Regions from separate parts of the Ovis aries genome. Here region 2 is linked to region 1. Evidence: chromatin contacts called from public Hi-C data. All regions are on one chromosome and are shown on one strand. Each heading gives the region's core, a stretch centred on a gene start, on an enhancer-like site or on the middle of the called end of the contact. The rest is flanking DNA. Distances are from core to core; before and after follow the strand shown.

What was found. Hi-C and Micro-C count contacts between places; a contact is called where the count stands out from the background.
Region 2: a contact with region 1 is called in a Hi-C map of hypothalamus, with 3 times the contacts expected there. The contact joins the promoter of GPM6A here to the enhancer-like site in region 1. A contact is called at or near these places in 6 of 16 Hi-C or Micro-C datasets (blood, hypothalamus, muscle and 2 more).

What each region holds. Positions count from the first base shown.
Region 1 is chr26:6,772,107-6,775,346 of ARS-UI_Ramb_v3.0, reverse strand. All of the region lies in intron 2 of GPM6A (glycoprotein M6A), which reads left to right. Among named protein-coding and RNA genes, the nearest start is that of GPM6A, 38 kb to the left of the region's middle. Within about 2 kb of position 1,941, at least 10 of the 54 cell types and tissues checked have an H3K27ac peak or open chromatin away from gene starts, as enhancers often do. A contact at or near this core is called in hypothalamus, where this site is marked.
Region 2 is chr26:6,810,653-6,813,687 of ARS-UI_Ramb_v3.0, reverse strand. GPM6A (glycoprotein M6A) reads left to right here and starts at 1,712. Exons shown (of 8, transcript XM_060407199.1): 1 at 1,712-1,820.

The DNA.
Region 1 (3,240 bases), core at 692-3,191:
CTTTAAGTCTTTCTTCTAGTTAGCTGTTGCTTCTTTCCTCTGCAGTTAACCCGTGTGAGGGAATTCTGTATTTGAGTCATATTGATGCTTTGTATAAGATTTAGTGGAATAATCAAAATTCCCTAGTTTAAATTTTCTAAAATCAGTCTAGAGAGGTGGAGCAAGAAGAGGTGTATCTGTCTGCTGCCATAACAAGATCCCATAAACTGGGTGGTATTTCGTGCAGTTCAGCAGATTGGAGGTCTGAGGTCAGGGTGCCAGCGTGGTCGATTTCTTGGTGAGGGCCCTGATTGTGATTCACAGATGGCCATCTTCTCCTTGTAGTCTCACATGGCAAAGAGAAGCAGAACATCTCTCTCATGCCTCTTTCATTCCTTTTAAGGGCACTAATCCATTCATGAGGGCTCCACTCCCAGGAGCTAATCAGCTTCCAGAGGCCCCACCTTCCAACACCGTGACACATGGGGAGTTAGGATATTAACAGGAATTTTGGGGACGACACTAACATTCAGTCCATAACATGAGGATTCCATGATCTTGGAGAAAGGATTACAAAGCTCTCTTCTTCATGGGGCTTATTAAACTGCAAGCAATATCCTTAGGCATCCTTGCAACTGCTGCCTCGGAAATGAGGTGTGGTTGGAAAGAGAACAGGTGTCCTATGGCTAGGTGCTATGTTAGCACACAGCGCTGCAGAGAAGGAGTGAAACTTCATTCATTCACTCTCTTTCATATGTTAACTCACCCAACATTCAGTAGTTATTTAAGTGTCTCTTGTGTTTCCAGATATTTATCTAGAACTCTACAATATGATGGAAAGCTGAGACTATAAAGTTTTCTATTTTCTCAACAAAAAGTTGTAAGAAGACAATATAATGTATTTGAAAAAAATACTCAGACCTCAGTCCTAATGTGATTGTTCAATTAAAATCTTGTTTGTCTTCGGTTCAGTCATTTGCATTTTTAAATTTTAGCCAAGTGGTCATAATACCTGTTCCCTTGGTCATTCATTTGGAGAAGCAAATGAATTATGAATGTAAAAATCTTTGAAGTGAAAATGTTGGTTGTTTTAATCTTGTCCAATTTTTACAACCCCATGGAGTGTAGCCTGCAGGCCCCTCTGTCCATGGAATTCTCCAGGCAAGAATACTGGAGTGGGTAGCCATTCCCTTCTTTGCAGAATATATATTATTACTTATTATCAAGACTCATTAAAAAATACATTTGAGATTTGCAAGATGCCTGTATGATCTTTCCTCTTGGGGAGGCATCATTATTTTTGAGTTGTTCAGATTTAGGAAACAAGTGAAGGTGTTTTTAAATGACTTTCTTCAGTAGAAGTTCTCCCTCTAGTGGTTGCTGTGGAAATCACACTAGAAGTTTCTAATGGTACAAATGGAAAACAAACTAAGGAGAACAGAAAAAAATAAAAATTACTCTGAATTATTGAGAAGATGTTAGCTATTTTTAAAAGGCTCTCCAGTTGGAGCTTTAACATTTTGTGACAGGCAGTTTTTGAAAATGAGGAAGCTCCTTCTCTGGTATCTCATTGATTTGAATGGAGACAATGGTTGAGACGTCTCTGGTTTGAAAGAAGCAATAGAGAAGGCAGCCCTCTTCACTCAGCAGGTGCACGTGGGACACGGTCAGCTCCAGGTCCTGACATGCTGTGCCTGTCCTGTTCTGTGTCCAGTACAGCAGGGAGCTGCAATCTTGGCTTCCTCGCAGGAAGCTGAACGGAAGTTCTGGGTGAGTAAGCCTATTTGGACTTTCTAACTGGTACTTTTTAAGAAATGATTCCAAAAGGAAAAAAAACAGATTTTTTTCAATTTGTTGGGAAGATTGATACATTTAAGAATCCAGCCCCTAACATGGCCTAACCAGGTCCCCTGTAGGCTCTCCCTTGCCGGCCGAGCACCGTCCTGTTCTGCTCTTTGCTCCCCAGGGTCCAGACATGCTGTCATCTCATGTCCTCAGATGCTGCACAGTTGGCCTTGCTGTTCCCTATTCTTGGGATGCTCTTCATCACATCACTGGCTCCTATGCCCTGAAACCTCCCCTGCCTCAAGAAGGTCTTCCCTGACCGGCCTAGCAAAGCAGCCTTTTAGCAGTTCATCCCTGTCACGCCACCCAGAGCTCCTGCAGCAGTCTAGTCAGCTTGCCTGTTTCCTGGCTGTATCCCTACCCAGAATGGAAGGGACACGAGGAGGAGATGTGTCTGTCTTATTCACGCTTGTATCCCAGGACTGAGGACAGTGCTTCCCATCTGGCAGATGCCTCATCTGGGCTGACGCAATGAACACAAGAACGGAAAATGATACTATCATCAACTCCTTGGTGCCAGTCGCTTAAAGCTTGTTTTGAAACGTTAAATAGTCTTTGGTGCCTTATCTTAGTTGAGACTTTCCACCTTTGAAATCACTTAACTTCCTAATTTACTTCCCATTGAAATACGGGCTGTAAAAGGTTTGTGATTCTATAGGTGCTGTCGCTTCAGTCGTATCCGACTCCTGGGAAGCCCACCTGTATTCCTTATACAGAAGCTCTATTCCAGAATTATGAAATTTAAAGTGAGAGTCACTCAGTTGTGTGGGGAAAATGTTTAGTGAGTTCTTATTGTGCGGAAAGGGACTTGCCAGATGGCTCTAGTGGTAAAGAACCCACTTGCCAATGCAGGAGGCATAAGAGACTCGGGTTCTATCCCTGGGTCGGGAAGATCCCCTGGAGGGGCCATGGCAACCCACACAGGATTCTTGCCTGGAGAATCCCCATGGACAGAGGAGCCCGGTGGGCTATGGTCCATGGGGTCACAAAGAGGTTGAACATGACTGAAGTGACTTAGCACAGCACCACACATTGTGCTAAACAGGAACATCATGTCTTTATTTCTGTGTCTTTCATTAAATTCATCCGATTCTAACAGCTTATTTAGTGATACGTTATTTTTTTTACAGGAAGCTATTTCATAAATTATAGTTGTTTTTCTGAAACTTACGCTATTGCATCTTGCTGCATCTTCCATAAAGAGATAATTACTGTTCACACCCACATTCTTGGCTTCCTCAGTCTTTTCTAGCCTCAATAAATTATAAGAAAAAAAAACCACCCAAACCTCTTCTCAAATGGCTTATTTTTTATACCTGTCATCAGTTTTGACTGATGTTCTCTTTTGAAACTGCTTTAAATATTCCTCCTATTTCTGCATGGTTTTGAGACTAAAAAACGTACTCAAAGGCCAGG
Region 2 (3,035 bases), core at 463-2,962, 39 kb before region 1:
CTAGATTTCTCTTGCTTTTTCTATGATCCAACAATTGTTGGCAATTTGACCTCTGGTTTCTCTGCCTTTTCTAAATCCAGCTTGTATATCTGGAAGTTCTCGTTTCATGTAATGTTGAAGGCTATCTTGAAGGATTTTGACCATTATCTTGCTAACATGTGAAATGAGTGCAATTGTGTGGTAGTTGGAACATTCTTTGGCATTGCCTATCTTTGGGATTAGAATGAAAACTGACCTTTTTCAGTCATGTGGCCACTGCTGAGTTTTCCAAATTTGCTGGCATGAGTGCAGCACTTTAACAGCATCATCTTTTAGGATGTGAAATAGCTCAACTGGAATTCCATAACCTTCACTAGCTTTGTTCATAGTGATGCTTCCTAAGGCCCTCTTGACTTCACATTCTAGGATGTCTGGCTCTAGGTGAGTGACCACACCATCGTGGTTGTCCCCAAAAGCTGTGCTTATGAATTAATCTCCAAACATTCATCATTTATCTTTCTTGGATCCAGTATAAGTTTATTCTTTGCTGCAGTCACAGCTCATTTAGTCAGTTTCCAGAAGGGTGATGCTTTTCTCAATGGGATATTGAACACTTTTATCAACTACTTCCTTTCCCCACCCATAAGAACAACTTTCTATTTCCATTTAACTGAAATGCATTTGCAATATCCTTCCAGGAGTGTGTCTCTTCCATTACGTGAAGAATAGCTGTGCAAACGTTTCTGTGCCATGTTAATGATGTGCTCAGCATTTCTTCATGTTTTTCTGCCAAACATGCTCTTAATTATTTTTCTCCATTATTTAGCAATGTTCCTGGAAGTTAGTAACCATGCACTTTATTTCATTCTTCTGCTGTTTATGGCATAGATTTGTGTATTTTAGGGTGTGTCCTGTATGAAAAAGTAGCTTAAGACACTTCGGGGACTGACTTACTGAAATAACTCTCCAGTATGAATCCTGTAAGAACTAGGCCAATAACCCAAAGAATTATATAATTTCTTTTTTTTTTTTTTTTAGCTTGAGGGACCTTAGAGATCACTTTTTCCAGATCTTTCATTTTACAAATTAGGAAACTGAGTCCTCTTGTATTAGTGGTAGAGCAGGAATCACCACCTCGTCCTCCAGTTGGCAAGCCCAGTGCTTTTCTAGCAGCATCTACTGCTCCTTGCACTGAGTCATTTATTTTCCAGGTGACTTTTGCATATTGTGATGTGTGTGTGGCGGGGAGGGACGTTACAGCCTTGCCAGGTTATAGAAACGAACATATGTAACATAGAAGAAAGAAGAGAGATATAAATTCATGGGAGAATTTTCTCTTCCTGTTACCTTAACATTGTTATTTAGGGAAAAACTAGTGTATTGAAAGCAAGAGAAGATTTTTAGGGAAATCATCCTATCAAACTCCTCTGGAATCAGCTTTCCTGGTTAGGGTTTCCAGGTTACAGGTTATGATCTTGGCTACCAGGTCATCCGTGTGCCCTGAGACGCGGCGAGCGTGTAATGTGGATTCAACGTATTCCAGGGGGAGGTGTTTGCAAGTGGCCGGCCAAGTGGACGTGATCAGGGCGGGAAAGGGGCCCGGGGAGGGGAGCGGCGGGAACCGCGAGGCCACAGCCAGTTGTCCGCCGAGCAGGTGGGAAGAGGGAGGGGTCTGCGCGGCCGCCGGGTGCCAGGAGCCCCGGCAGCCGGCTCCGCTGGGAGGGGCGAGGCTGTCACTCGCGCGGCGCGGAGCAGGAGAGGCGCGCGGAGCTCTCGGGCCCGCGCTGCGTCGGCCGCCAGCGCTCGGAGGGGCCGCCGGGCAGCGGGACGCGGCGCCATGGGTGAGTGTGCAGCCCGCGGGGCGCCCCGGGGCTCGGCCGCGGGAGGAAAGCGGGTGTCGGCCGGCCGGCCTGGGATTGCACTCCTCCCCGCAACAGCCTGTGGACTTTTCTCCGGGAGCCAGGCGGCGGGAGCAGGGTGGCACTCGGAGGTGGGCGCCGGGGGAGGACCGCGGTCCAGAGGGCGTCGCCGCGCGTGGGCGTCACGGGGGGCGCAGAGTTCGAGGCTGGGGGGCTGTCCCCACGTGCGCCCCAGGAGCCCGCTGAGACGGGGCGCGGGGAGTGGGGACTTCGCGCAACTTCACTCGCACCGGTTTGCGTGCGGTCAGGCGCCGGGGCAGGGCGAGGAGGGGCACTTTCCAGCCTCCGCCTCCACCGGGTGCCTTCGTTGCGCAAAAGGCTGCAAGTTAAGGCTGAAGGCTGACCTGCCTCGGGGTGCGACCCCGTCCAGGTCCCAGGGCGCTGGGGTGCGCGCGCGCCGCTCCGCTCAAGTTTCTAGACCGACTGCCCCCCGCCCCCGCTTCCGCTTTGGAGTTTCGGGGCGGCACCTGGGTGTGAGTGGCTGGGGTGGGGGAACCCGGTGCGGGACCGGTGCCGGAGGAGGTAGCGTCCCAGGAGAAGAGCTCGGAGCCGCGCGCGGGGGGCGAAGGGCTGGAACCACGCATCCCGCAGGCGCGGTCCAAGGAGCCGCCGGCGCGGCGGCTTTTCGTGCTGATTAGGGATCGGCGGGCAGCCCGGACTGACCCTTCAGTGCCAGCGTTCTCGTTTCTTCTCGGCCAAGTCCATTACGCCCCTCCCCCGGCCTCTCCCTTGTCCTTTGTTGTGAGGGATTTCTTCCAGAGTGAGGGAGGCCTTGGGGATTGACGTGCTCGGGTGGAAATTCCTAAGTTCCCACAGGCTCCAGGGGTAGGGGTGCTCTGACTGCTAATCGGTGGATTTTATAGACGGTGGCCAACTTGGAAGAAAGGAGGACAGAGAAAGCTGAGGACATTTTTGCCTATGAATGTTAACTGTGGTCAAGACATCCATAGTCTGTTGCATGACCCTGGAAAAGTTTTAAAAAGTCCTATTTTTAAGGGCCTGTGAATAAACTAGCCTTGCAAATGATCTGCAGCATGAGCTGTCTTTAAAAAGTTTTCTGAAACAGAAGGAAAATGTTCCATTTAAAAGGGAAAGATAAAACACTTTTTCCCCCAAGCATGGCAGAATGAGTTTCAG